Regions from separate parts of the Callithrix jacchus genome. Here region 2 is linked to region 1. The links are chromatin contacts, called in public Hi-C maps. All regions are on one chromosome and are shown on one strand. The core of a region is the stretch at or near the end of the contact, and the rest is flanking DNA. Distances in the headings are between cores, read along the strand shown.

Region 1 (6,485 bases), core at 3,838-6,337:
ATTTGGATAGGAAGGGAAGGCTGACAGGCCAGGTTCTGTCTTATGAGAGTTCCAGTTGTAGTTGAAGAAGGTGAAGCAGGAGTCACGGAGGCTCAGGCCAGTTGTGCTTGAGGAGGCTATGTGTTTGAGGCCAGCCTGGGCAACATAAAAACCTCTCACTCATTAACAAAAAGAAGGTGAAGCTCAGAGAAGTTGAGTGACCTACCCAACATCACACAGCTATACTTTGAAACCAGTTCTTTATCTTTGTGACTCCCAGCTATCAGGCTAACAAAGGACTGCACATCAAATTCACCTATCAGGTTTTCTTGTGACATTTGAATGGAGTTAACGTAGATTGTGACATTGAAACAAAGGTAGCCTTCTCATTTAGTGCATTTGCCCCAGAAAAATGAGGACATAATACTTTTGTTTTCTTGGTGGCCCATTTTACTCCCTCTTCCATACAAACCTATGGAAGGTCTTGAAAAGTTGGGTGTGTCTCAGTTGAGCCTTTCAGAGGTTACTTGTGCTACCTGGTTCACCTCTCCCCTGTGGTTTTAGTCCTCTAGGACTGTGGGGACCAGTACCTCTCATCCCTGTGACTGGTTATATTCACCATTGAGAGAGAGAGGGCAGGACTCCTTGGGGCTGGGCTAATCCAAATTCCTCTCTAGGTGGGTTTGGGGGTAGTGGGGACTGCTGTAGTTTGGAAGCTTGGAACTGGACCTGCCAGTTTATCTGGTTTTGCTTTGGAATGTGCTGTGTTGTCAGGCAGGCAGAATAAGTTAGCCCCCTTCACCACCCTGAAGGCCTGGTTATGGAAATAGCCTCGTGCTGGGGGATAGGGTTTAGGCAGATGACCTTGACTTCACTTTTTGATAATAGGTGTGCTTGGGAACCTGCTGAGATGGGGTGAATTTGTCTCCTCTCACCCAGGTGACCAGCTTAGCCCCATGATAGGTGATGGGGCAGCAGGCAGAAGAGAGTTAGCTGTGCTTGCCCAGAGCCCTTCATAATGAGGCCTCTGAAAAAAGATACTGGGGCTTTGAAATGGCGTTGTTTACAGGGTTGATACCCATCTCTGACACTTTGCTTGGTTTTTGGTGGGAGGGAGTGGGCAGGTTGATAGGATCTTTTCCTCCTATATCTACCCTATTTCTGGTGTCTCTCAGCTAACAGGTGTGTGATCACTGATTGCCAGTTTTTAGGACTCTGTGCCTATGTCTTCCCCCCTTCTCAACTCACACCTTCTTAGTCTTCCTGCATTTCTTAAATTCTTCCTGGGTACTTCTGTTGGGTGTTTTGGTATTGCCCTGACTGCGCAGTTCTTACTAGTGCTTGGTGTATTTAGCAAAGTAGCCTGAAAGCATAGCTTTGAGGTCAGATCCTGGTTGCAGCCCCAGTTCTGCCTGTTGGCTGTGTGATTCTGAGTAAGTGATTAACTCTCTGGGCCTTCTTGTTTCCTCCTCTGCAAAGTGGGGAAAATAATAGTACTTCTCCACTTGTGAATGTAAATGAAATATAGCAAATAACCCACTGCCAGCCTCTCTATTGGTTCTGCCAACCCACTGAGAAGTGTCCTATTGCCTCTGCTCTCCAGTTGTCCGGTTCAAGGTCCTGAGGTTTTCCTCCCAACTAACATGGGCCGGTCTGACGGGGGGTCATTTATTTGCCTTTTCATTTTCCTCCTTCAGGTTTAGCTTTGCCCCAGCTTCCCCTCTTGCTGGATTTCCAGCTTTTTTTTTTTTTTTTTTAATTTTCAGGCAATTTCTCTTTTGTTTCACATTTTCTTTTGTTTCTCCCACCTCCCTGGAAAACACATCCACCCTTCCCCCCTCCACTTTTCACCCTGTCTCCTCTGCTTTTATCACTTTAAGATCTCAGAGACTCTACCCCTGCAGTTCACTACGTTTCACCAAAAATGGTCATCAGAAAAGCACCACTTCTGCTCTCTTTCACACTGGATTGAATTGTTGGCTTGTAGAGTTCCCAGCACTCTTAGCAGTTGTTACTATTTTGGAATAACATAACTCATTCTCATCCTCATTATGCGAATGAACTTCTAGAATGACACACGATTCCTTCACTTATCTGTTTGACCTTGGTCAACCTCTTTATCCTTTTGAACCCCAGGTTCCTAACCTGTGAAATGGACATAGTTGTGCCTTCCTTATGGGTTATAGTACAGGTTCTTTGAGGATGAGCACAGTGCTGCCTCATAGAGATGTGTCTCCTAAATGTTAGCTGCTGCTGCTAAGTACTGTGACTACCATCATCCAGCAGCTGTGAAGTAGAGTACCAGGTACCTCTTCCGTAGCATCTTTCTTTTTGAAGGAGGGGGTCAAGAGTAGAATCTTATTTTTATTTCAGATTTTAATGTCTTTGCTATGGGAAGATTTGGTACAGTAAAGGGCAATGAACCCCTGTTTACCCATTATCACCCAGCAGCAATCGTCACCTCATGGCTATTCTTGTAAACTCCTGGCTATTCTCCTACCAGATTATTTGGAAGCAGTCCTAGGTTTCATACCATTTCATCTGTAAATCAGTGTTTATTTTAAAAATATGACTCTATTTTTTTTTTAAAAAACTACAATACCACGATCATACCAGCGCTTTAATAATTTCTTAATGTCAAATATCTAGTCACTGTTCAGATTTCCTTGATTGTCTCATAAATGTTTTTTCATAGGTGGTTTGCTCAGATGAGGGTCTAAAACCAGATCAACAGGTTATATTTGGTTGCTGTATTTCTTAAAACGTATAAATCTCATCCCCACCTTTGTCATAATTGATTTGTTACAAAAGCCCCTGTGTTCTCTTGTAGGCTTCCTTCTTCTGGATTTTGCAGTTATATCTCCATGGTGTTGTGCATTCTATCCTCTTATCCTCTTTATTTTCTATAAATGGGAATTTAGGTGTCGAAATTTGATCCAATTCAGGTTATTTTTATATTTTGATGCTAAATTTTGTAGCTAGTATTCTACCAGAAGGCACACATGTACAGTTGTCACTTTCTGTGATGTTAGTATTGCTGACTGATGATCTCTTCCTGTATCTATTATTTCATGTAGTTTTTGCAAACTGGTGGTACTCTCTGATAGTCTAGTTCTCTTCTTTTTTTTTTGAGAGAGGTCTTGGCCGGGCGCGATGGCTCACGCCTGTAATCCAGCACTTTGGGAGGCCAAGGCGGGTGGATCACCAGGTCAAGAGATCGAGACCATCCTGGCCAACATGGTTGAAACCCTGTCTCTAAAAAAAAAAAAAAAGAAAAGAAATAAAGCGAGAGGTCTCACTTGGTCACCCAGGCTAGAGTGCAGTGGTGCTCTCTTGGCTTGCTGTAGCCTTGACTTTCTAGGCTCAGGTGATCCTCTCACCTCAGCCTCCTAAATAGCTGGAACTGTCGGTGTGCCACCACACTTGGCTAGTTTTTTTGTTTTTTGTAGAGACAAAGTTTCATTGCCAGGCTGGTCTGGAACTCTGGGCTCAAGCAATCTGCTTGCTTCCGGAAGTGCTGAGATTATAGGCATGAGCCATCCCACCCTACCCATTCCTTTTATGGAGAAACTTTCTTTTATCAACTCTATGGTCAACCTAGCATATAGTTTGTAAAGGAAAGGTAGTTTTTTGATTGCATATCATTAGGCAATCACTGATTGTAAATTACTGGATGCATTTTAATCCTTTGCAGTTCCTCGTCTTACGCTTAAATTGTTTCATCTTCGGCCAACAGGATTTCTTTAGTTGGCTCCCGTGTCCTTTTGATGTGATCCTGTTAATAGTCTTTGATGGTTTCCTTGCTGTCCAGTCTCTTGTGTGTTCTGGGAGTTAGAATGAACCGTTTCTGCAGAGTTTGGGTTCCTTTTAGTGGGAAATGGAATTTCCAGGCTGTGATGTGTGTGCTAAGTTCTCTGTTTTTTTCCTCTTCCCACTCCTTCAGTTGAATAATCTGCTTACGTTTGAAAATGGATCCCACCTGCCATGTCAACTCTAATCGTGGTAAAAGCTTTCCCTGCACACTTGCTCTTGCGTGGCCTCTTTGGCTCCCATTTGCCACTTTCATGTTTGCGCTTGTCATCTTGTCCTTTCCTCCCTTAAGAAAAAGACCAAACTGAAGGATTACCATGGATGGCTTGTGGTTTGACTTTGGCCTCCTGAAGGCCAAAGCTCACGTTAATTTAGGCATGACAGAAGTCTTTAGTCATTGCCTTCACTCATGTCTACCTGATAGTTTGTTCTGCTCCCTGTATACATAACCAGGATGTGAGAGATTCCTTATCTTATTACCACTGTGAGCCATTCAGGCTGCAAGCTATATTTTGATGATATTGTTGGGTGCATTTATACTCATCTGTTTCAATAAATATATTAGTTGAATTAAGCTTTGTACTTCTTCTCCAAAGTGTTTAAAACAGAGTGTATTTAATGCCTAGTCATTTAAAGAATTTATCACTAGTCTAATATTTTTATAAGCTTAAAAAAGATAAAGGTTTGTAGCTTTAGGTAGATTTATGCATTGGACCCCTAGTTGTAACATAGGGGTTTTACTTCTGTGAGTCTCCGGTAGTAGGCCTGTAAGTCTAAGATGAGTGTTTTTTATTTAACAAGTCTGCTATTAAACTTATTTTTAGTATTATAATTCCTGTCTTTGCTTCTTAGAAATTGTTTTACGCCCATGTTGGTGCATCATAGTTTATGCACTTAGGCCAACACTCCCCCACCCCCCAGCAAAACAGGACTCATTTTAAAGACAAGCTCTAATGCTTTCTTTAGAGTTTCCATTCAGACCTAAAGTTTTAGCATCAGTATTACTTTTTTGTTTTGTTGGTGAAACAAAGCCGTATGCGTTCATAGTGCAGCCAACACAGTCTCACAGCAGCAGGAGTGAATAGTCCTAAAATTATCATCATTCTCCACACCACTGAGAAATTAATCAGCATCCTGGCCTGGGAAATTTTGGATACACATTTAATGCCCCTCACCCACCCTCCGGCTTTTTTTTTCATTTTAAAGCCCCAAGCTTCTTTTAATGGTTCCTCTGTATTAAGGAAAGTACAGTATTGTAGTAGTTTGTTCCCTCCCCTTTCCTCCATGGGCACTGAGAGTAGGGGGAAGAGCCTGGTAATTCACAAGGCAGGCCTCTGTGCCCCGCGGTAAACTCAGTTTCACAAAGGGAATTTTCATTATGGTCCTGTGGCTCCCTAACATAGTGGAGGCTTCAGGAGGCAAGTGGTAAAAGCTACCAAAGAAAAAGCTGGACTGGAGCCACTGACGTCATGTCAGTAAATCTGCTGGAGGAGCCCAGCCATGTAGCGCCTGCCAGCCAGCCCCTGCACTTTGGCCTTGCCTGGTCAACTGTTCTTACTGCTTCCTCCACCCCCCACCCCACAGAACAGCCTGTGTTTTTTGTCTTCTTTTTCCCCTTTTCCCTCTGTGCAACTGGGCTGTGTTGAAACCTATAAAGGCTTTTGAAAACTACTCCTACTGGTCCTGTGCTTAATGTCCTATGTGGGGAGGGTGGGGAGAACCCAGCGATCCATAAGTGAGGGAGGCTTTAAAACTTTTTTTCTAGTGGGGACTTCTTCGTGATGAATGCATCTATGGGGAACGTCATGGAAAGCAGCCAGAGGTCCGAGCCCCTACTGCTTAGTACTTTTAAAGAACTTTGCTTTTAAGTCCTGGACTGTGTGCACATGTGTGCATGCGCACAGTAAAGGAGAGAGAAGGCCAGTCAGCACATGGATGGAAATACAGAATTTCAGCCTTCCAGCAAAGGATGATTTAAGAGAATGAGTTCCAGTGTGAGTCCTTTATTACCCATTACTCATTGGTCAACTCACTCTGAACTCTCCCCAGTTTGCAACTGGAACAGTTAAATCTCAAGCTACATGCTTCTGTAAGTCCTGGATATTTAGAGTCACAACCCCAGATGGGCCTGAATTAAAATATTGCTGAGCTAAATCTATTTTTACATCTAGGGGACTGACATCTAAAAATAAACCTTATCCCACCTGTTATCCACTTTTGGGAAGTTGAAACGCTGTTAAGTCGCAGCCTGCGGATTAAGCTTTGATGACCGCTTCCCATGTGATGCCTGCATTCCACTTTCCCTGCCGTTGGCATGATGTTTTCATTGTTTCAGTAACTGTGGTCCTCCTGTTTATTTTGTTGTGAATATTCATTTGCAAATAAGATTGAAGCATAGATTCAGATTGGTTTTGATGTTGCTGAATCTTAGGTTCAGAAGCATATTAAAAGCAGTATCTTATCCATGAATCATGAGATGAGTCAGTTCCTGAAACCACTACAAGCCTCATAGTTCTTGGCTACAAGCAAAGGCAGGAAATCCAGGCTTCAATAACTTCCTTTCCCAGTCCTGGCTATAGCCGTGTTGGTGGTTAGGTTCTGCTGCCTGCCTTTGTAAGCGGTAGGAAGATGTATGTCTGAGGAACAAAGGCACTTGAGTCAATTTACTGAAACTGTTTATAATTTGTGGTCTTGAT
Region 2 (6,619 bases), core at 3,354-5,853, 200 kb after region 1:
CAGTAACATTGGCATCTGGACTCTATTTGTCACTTTCTCCTTTCCCATCTCCCCTACCCCATCTTGTACCCATCGTCCCATTGTTTCTCAGCCAGGCATTTCCCATGCATATGTGATCCTCCCTTCTTTCCTGCCCAACAAGCCCCGTACCCTTTCTTCACACCCACTCCTTGGCTGTGAGTATGAGCATTGCATCTGTGTGTGGGTGAGCCCAAGGCAGAAACTGAAGGAAACCTTAGTTTGTCTTAGATTCTCACCAACTCTTGCCACATTGTCTATTTCACCCCATCCTTCCCATCTCATAAGTCCCGTGCTCTCTGTGTGCTGCCTGCCTTGCTGTCATTTCTGTTATCAGGAGAAAGTGTCAGGAATGACTTCAGAGTCTGTGGTAGACAACTGAGATACTGAGCAATTGGAGGTGACCTCTCACAGGAGTGTTTGCACTTCAGCTTGAGGGAAGACCTCCCATGGGGCAGAGAGGCTTGACCAGCCATCACTGGTGGAGACAGGAACCCATGTGTGGCCCACTGATGTCTTGATCCACAATCCTGAACTTTGGGAGCTGGTGGAAAAATAGAGCTGCTTCCAAATTAGGGGGGAAAGATGAGGGAAGAGATGTGAATTGGGTGCATCAGAACAGGTAAAAGAAAATGGGGCTATTGAGACCAGGAAAGAGAAGAAAAGACCAACTGGATGACTCCTCCCAAGCAGCTGAGTGGTTCACAGGAAGAGTGGTGGTGAGGGTGAAATCCATAGAGGTGGGAGGCATCGGGACAAACTGAAAGGGGCCCTGCATGATTCTCTGCCACTGGTTCTTTGTGGGAAGCATACAGAGTTCTTTGGTTGAAGGTTGGGCTTTGGCCTGGATACTGCTTCTGCCTGTTGTAACTCATGTTTGTATGACACTTCGTTGTTTACAGAGTACTTTGTCATTTAGTATTTTATTCTGTCCTCATAGTGCCTCGTCAGATAGGTTCTGTTTTCCCCATTTTACAGATTAAGAAACGGAGGCCCAGACATACTGAATGACTTAGATACCTAGTCAGTAAACAGAGGGAACCAGGAGCCCAAATCTTGTATTTCAGTGGACTCTTTTCACTATTGTAGAAGACCATCTCCAGATTTTGAAGGTCTCTTGAACTGTCTTTTCAGTCTATCTCCTATGTGAGCAAATTTTTCTTTGCATATGACTGTTTTTTTAGGAAACAACTCCAAGGCACTGGGAGGCAGAAGTCCCCATGTGATTTTTGCTTCCATGGTTGAAAGACTGTGGAATATTTTATAAAGATTCTCTTTTTTAAAAGAAATAAAAATACTGTGGTATCTCCCCCATTGTTACTGTGCTCTCCAGTAATGGACCTCTTCAGGCCCAGAAGGCTGGATTGCCTTTTTCTTGTTGTTATTTGCTGGGCTAAACATTTTGAGTCATTCAGATCGTTCTGCAAACATTCATGTGCACCTGCACATGCAAGAAGCCGCACAGGAGAGGAGTGCATCGCTGCCCAGACGGACACAGCCTCAGCCCCTGGGGAGTATAATACCTAGTAGGTGATTATCCGAGAGATCATTGCAAAGTGCCGTGGCTTCTAGGAAGAAAGAATATTAGATGCCGTGAGTAACAGGAAACAGGGCAAGCTGCCTTGAGGAAGTAGCCCTTAAGCTGAGAGATGGAAGATTGGACAGGGAGAGAATAAGGGAGCAGAAGATTCCAGAAGCGATGAAGCTGAACTATGTGGCAGTGTATTAAACCCGTGGCTTTTTCGGAAAGTCAAGGCCCACTAAGTCCCTAGAGTAGAGGCCAGAGATGCACGTTTCAGATACGTTCAGATAATAATCTGAATGGGTAAAGTGGGTCTGGCCTGCTATTGTTAATAAAAAAGCTTTACTTACATAGACTCCAACACATGACTTAAAAGGCCCTGAAATGAAAGGAAGGCCTGGTGTAACACCCTTGGGCCCTTTGAGAAAAATCGTTATATTTTAGGGGATATGAATTGGGAGAAATTAGAATTTATTTAACAAGTACTTTTTGAGCACCTACCACTGTTTGAGGTGTTAGGAATCAGCAGTGAACAAAACAAAGTTCTTATTCTTACGGAGCCCACACTCAGGTGGAGAACACAAGCAAGAACTACCCAAGCAAATAAATACCCAAGTATGTCTGAAGATGCTAACTGCTTATGTGGAATAATGGTCCTTTGTCACGACCACTTTTTTTTTTTTTTTTTTTTTGAGATGGGGTCTTTCTATGTTGCCCAGGCTGGCCTCAAGCTCCTGGGCTGAAGTGACCCTTGTGCCTCAGCCTCTCGAGTAGCTGAGACTACGGGCATGTACCACCATGCCCCAATCTTTTTTCCAATGGAGAGTTACTTGGTTTTTGGATTAAAAGTGTATAATTGCAGAAAATAATAATACCCCCAATAGCTATGTTGACATTTCTGGCTTGTATTACGATACTAAATGATGTGCATTAGACATTACCAACCAAAGCTCTCTCACTGCTGTGAAATTATTTTGCTTAACTTCAGTCACTGTGTTGGTGTTGCTTCTGAGATTCCTATGTTGCAAACACTCATTTTGCAATTGAACACAAGTGGTTTAATGTATGCAAATGAATGTGGCAGATTGTGAATAGGATCTGTATTTGATTTTAGTGGACATGTGAGGGCCTGAAGGTTGGTTCTTGTGCTAGAGGGGAAAAGTGGTGGCTGACCTGTTGAAAGGATGGAGAACTGACAAAATTATTTAAAGCATTTGATAGTATCTTAAGTACCAGCGTCTCAAGTTATATACTATGTGCTTTACTGGACAAACACAATGTGCTATCACAATCAGGGTATAATACTACTTCAGGGCTAAGGCTACACCGGAAAATTTGTATCTTATAGATAGTTTTTTTGACTCTTAGATTTTTTTGTGACTTCTCAGACTTCAATTTTGCTATATTTTTGTTCCAACAAAAGAAACATTAAAGCCATATAAAACTCAGCTGATACATTTTAACAAATTTGACTATATACAGTACTTAAAATTTAACATCCAACATTAAACACATTAATTTGATAAGGAAGCAAACAAAGTGACCAATAATTAAAGGGCCCTAAACAAGTTAAACTTTGCGTTTGGATTCTTTAGATCTTTGTTACAGATGGACATGTACATATGTTTCCCCCTACTTCTTTGTAATGGCTTAGGCTCATTAGACTCAAGGGATTATAAAATATTTTTTTAGTAGAGAAGAAAACTTCTAGGTAGTGCTAGCAGAAAAAGAAATGATGTAGCCAGGTTCCATGCTATTTGTCATTAGTGACTTCTTTCATCTTTATTGAGCTCTGTGAGTTAAGTCATTCTACTGCCTTCTACAGAAGAGGCTTGGAGAGATTGCTGTCTTACAGTAGCCAGCTTTGCACTCTAGCCTGCCTGTAACATCTCCCAAGAGCAGATAAGACATGATTGCTGGCCGGGTGCAGTGGCTCACACCTGTAATCCTAGCACTTTGGGAGGCCAAGGCAGGCATATCACTTGAGGTCAGGAGTTCAAGACCAGCCTGGCCAACATGGTGAAACCTGTCTCTACTAAAAATACAAAAATTAGCTAAGCATGATGGTGGGCACCTGTAATCTCAGCTACTCAAGAGGCTGAGGCAAAAGAAAGAGCTTGAACCCAAAAGGTGGAGGTTGCAGTGAGCCAAGATCACACCACTGTACTCCAGCCTGGGTGGCGAGCGAAATTCCGTCTCAAAAAAAAAGACATGATTGTATTTGCATACTTTAGTAGCAACAAAATCAAGAGAAGAACCTTAGTTTGTCTCCTTCTCAGTCTAGAGTGGCCTTAGAACCAGCATTTTATGAAATTTACTTGTTGGCTTACCACATAGGTCACCCTTGCCACCGCTGAAGATTTCTTCACAAGCCTGCAACTCCTAGCAGTAGTGATGACCAACATTTAAATACTTTATGTGTGCCAACACTATGCATTATCTTACATAATCCTTGTGAAGTAGCTTGCCTGGAATTAGTGAGCTGACATGGGAAATAGGATTCCGATCCAGGTCTGTTGATTCCACATTCTGAGATTGTGACCAAAAGCCTCTAAGGTCCATTTCTATCTGATGAATGTCTGTCTGTTTTTGTAGCCCAAGGCTATAAGGAGCTAATGGGAGAATAATTAGGGGGATGATCGCCCCCTGCTGGCCCCGCATCTTGTGTAAACCAGATGGCAGCTTCCCCAAGTTGGTGGTGGTTTGTTTATGTTGGTGGAGAACCAGCAAGTCAGTCCCTCTGTTACCTTTGGCTCTACTAGAAGCTAAAAGAAAAACAGCAGAGGGTGAAGAAAGGAAGGAAGAGTGTAAAAAACAAAGACTATTTGAGTTGGAAATACACTTTCTACATGATTTCAGTGTTGCATATCAAAGGACCTCAAGTGTTAAGTGTGGGATCCTCCACCTAGGGTGGGCTATTTAAAAGGGGCCTCCCTGAAATCAGGGCCCAGTTTCTGCAGGTCAAGTTAGGCAGATTAAAACCCAGCATGGGAGATCTGTTGGCTGAATCCTGTGAGTACACAGGGAGTGGTTTTCTGATAAAGCCTGGAGTGATTCCTCCACTTCAATTCTGGGGCACAGTGGGTTCCTCCAGCCCCACATAGGACAGCAGCTGGCAAACCCCCTGCCTGCTCAGATTCCCCGGGCACCAGGCTGTGTGTCTCATGCCTGTTGTGGTCTGGATGCCACAGTGAGCAGGAGGCAGGAAGAGAGCGCAGAAAGGATTTACTTAGGCGAGAGTTACACAACCAGAGGAGGGAAGAGTTGAGGGTGGAGAAAGAGGCAAAGGGATTGTTCTCTTTAGATTTTGAGGAAGCACTCACTGCCTCGCAGAAAAAAGTTCTGTAATACAGTACAGAAACAAACCCGATCCAGGAAGGCACACATTTGCTCAGCGTGTGAAACTCATTTTTTTTTTTTTTTAAACTTTCGTTTTTTTGATTGAGACAGTTTCACTCCATCGCCCAGGCTGGAATGTAGTGGCACAATCACAGCTCACTGCAGCTTCAGCCTCCCAGGCTGAAGGGATTGTCCCATCTCAGCCTCCTAAGTAGCTGGAACTATAGGCATGCGCCACCACGCCCAGCTGATTTCTTTATTTTTAGTCGAAATGGGGTTTCACCATGTTACCCAAGCTGGTCTTGAACTCCTGGGCTCAAGCTATCCACCTGCCTTGGCCTCCCAAAGTGCTGGGATTCCAGGTGTAAGCCACCATGCCCAGCCAAGAAACTTATTTATATATTATATCAATAATAATCATCACCAGCACTTAAAAGCTGTTGTAAGCATAGTATGCTGAGCAGTATGTCCAATCTATACGTAGAAGAACCATGGCTCAGAATCATTAAAGTTATCAAGATCCACTTCCAAGAGCGTTGACTGTGCCAGAGTTTAGCACCACTCTGTGTTCTTAACCATGTCACCATAGTTTTGAAGAAACAAAGACAAAGTTCAAAAGTTAAGGCCGGGCACGGTGGCTCACGTCTGTAATCCCAGAACTTTGGGAGGCCAAGGTGGGCGGATTACGAGGTCAAGAGATTGAGACCATCCTGGCCACCATGGTAAAACCCCATCTCTACTAAAAATACAAAAATTAGCTTGGCATGGTGGCATGTGCCTGTAGTCCCAGCTGCTCAGGAGGCTGAGTCAGGAGAATTGCTTCAACCCGGGAGGCAGAGGTTGCAGTGAGCTGAGATCGCACCACTGCACTCCAGCCTGGCATCTGGTGACAGAGTAAGACTCTGTCTGAAAAAAAAAAAAAAAAAAGAAAGAAAAATACCTGCCTGCAAAGTAGCAGCTCCCCAAGCAAGGCCAGACCTCTGAGGGCCTTCCACATTGGGTAGATGGTTACTCTGGGTTTCCTCAGTTGCTTTTCCAACCCATGGAAAAATTGTCTTCCACAAAACCAGTCTCTGGTACCAAAAAGGTTGGGGACCTCTGCTTTAGAGCCTGTCTTCCATCATGCTCTAGTGGCAGCAAAGAGGTGACTGATGTCAGAATTCTTAGCAGCTGTGTGAGATTTGCAGCAAATTACTTCACAGCTCAGCCTCAGTTTCCTGTCTGTTGAGTGGGCATAACAGGATCGCTGCCACTCTCACTGTAATAATTACAGTTAGTAATATCCCTGAACATACTGAGCACTCCACAAATGCTTCTGAACCTGAATGTCTAATTAATGTGAAAGGAAATTGAGCCAGAGATCTGGACAGGGATCAAGCCTGGGAGAATGTGCTTATCAGGTGCTTTGGACTCTACTGAAATTCAAACAAGAGTCAGAATATTTTTCAGTTACTTTTTTTTTTTTTTGAGACGGAGTCTTGCTCTGACACCCAGCCTGGAGTGCAGTGGAGCAACCTTGGCTCGGTGCAGCATCCACCTCCTGGGTTCAAACAGTTCTCCTGCCTCAGCCTCGCAAGTAGCTGGAATTACAGGTGTGTGCCACCATGCCCAGATAATTTTTGTATTTTTAGTAGAGACAAGGTTTTGTTATATTGGCCAGGCTGGTCTCGAACTCCTGACCTCCTAATCTGCCTGCCTCAGCCTCCCAAAGTGCTGGGATTACAGGTGTGAACCACCATG

Evidence for each region. Hi-C and Micro-C count contacts between places; a contact is called where the count stands out from the background.
Region 2: a contact with region 1 is called in a Hi-C map of skeletal muscle, with 3 times the contacts expected there. The contact joins two enhancer-like sites. A contact is called at or near these places in 2 of 3 Hi-C or Micro-C datasets (induced pluripotent stem cells and skeletal muscle).

The regions. Positions count from the first base shown.
Region 1 is chr10:78,601,469-78,607,953 of calJac240_pri, forward strand. The region is part of intron 1 of TEAD1 (TEA domain transcription factor 1); the gene reads left to right. Among named protein-coding and RNA genes, the nearest start is that of TEAD1, 17 kb to the left of the region's middle. Within about 2 kb of position 5,088, at least 8 of the 16 cell types and tissues checked have an H3K27ac peak or open chromatin away from gene starts, as enhancers often do. A contact at or near this core is called in skeletal muscle, where this site is marked.
Region 2 is chr10:78,797,503-78,804,121 of calJac240_pri, forward strand. The region is part of intron 9 of TEAD1 (TEA domain transcription factor 1); the gene reads left to right. Among named protein-coding and RNA genes, the nearest start is that of RASSF10, 150 kb to the right of the region's middle. Within about 2 kb of position 4,604, at least 6 of the 16 cell types and tissues checked have an H3K27ac peak or open chromatin away from gene starts, as enhancers often do. A contact at or near this core is called in skeletal muscle, where this site is marked.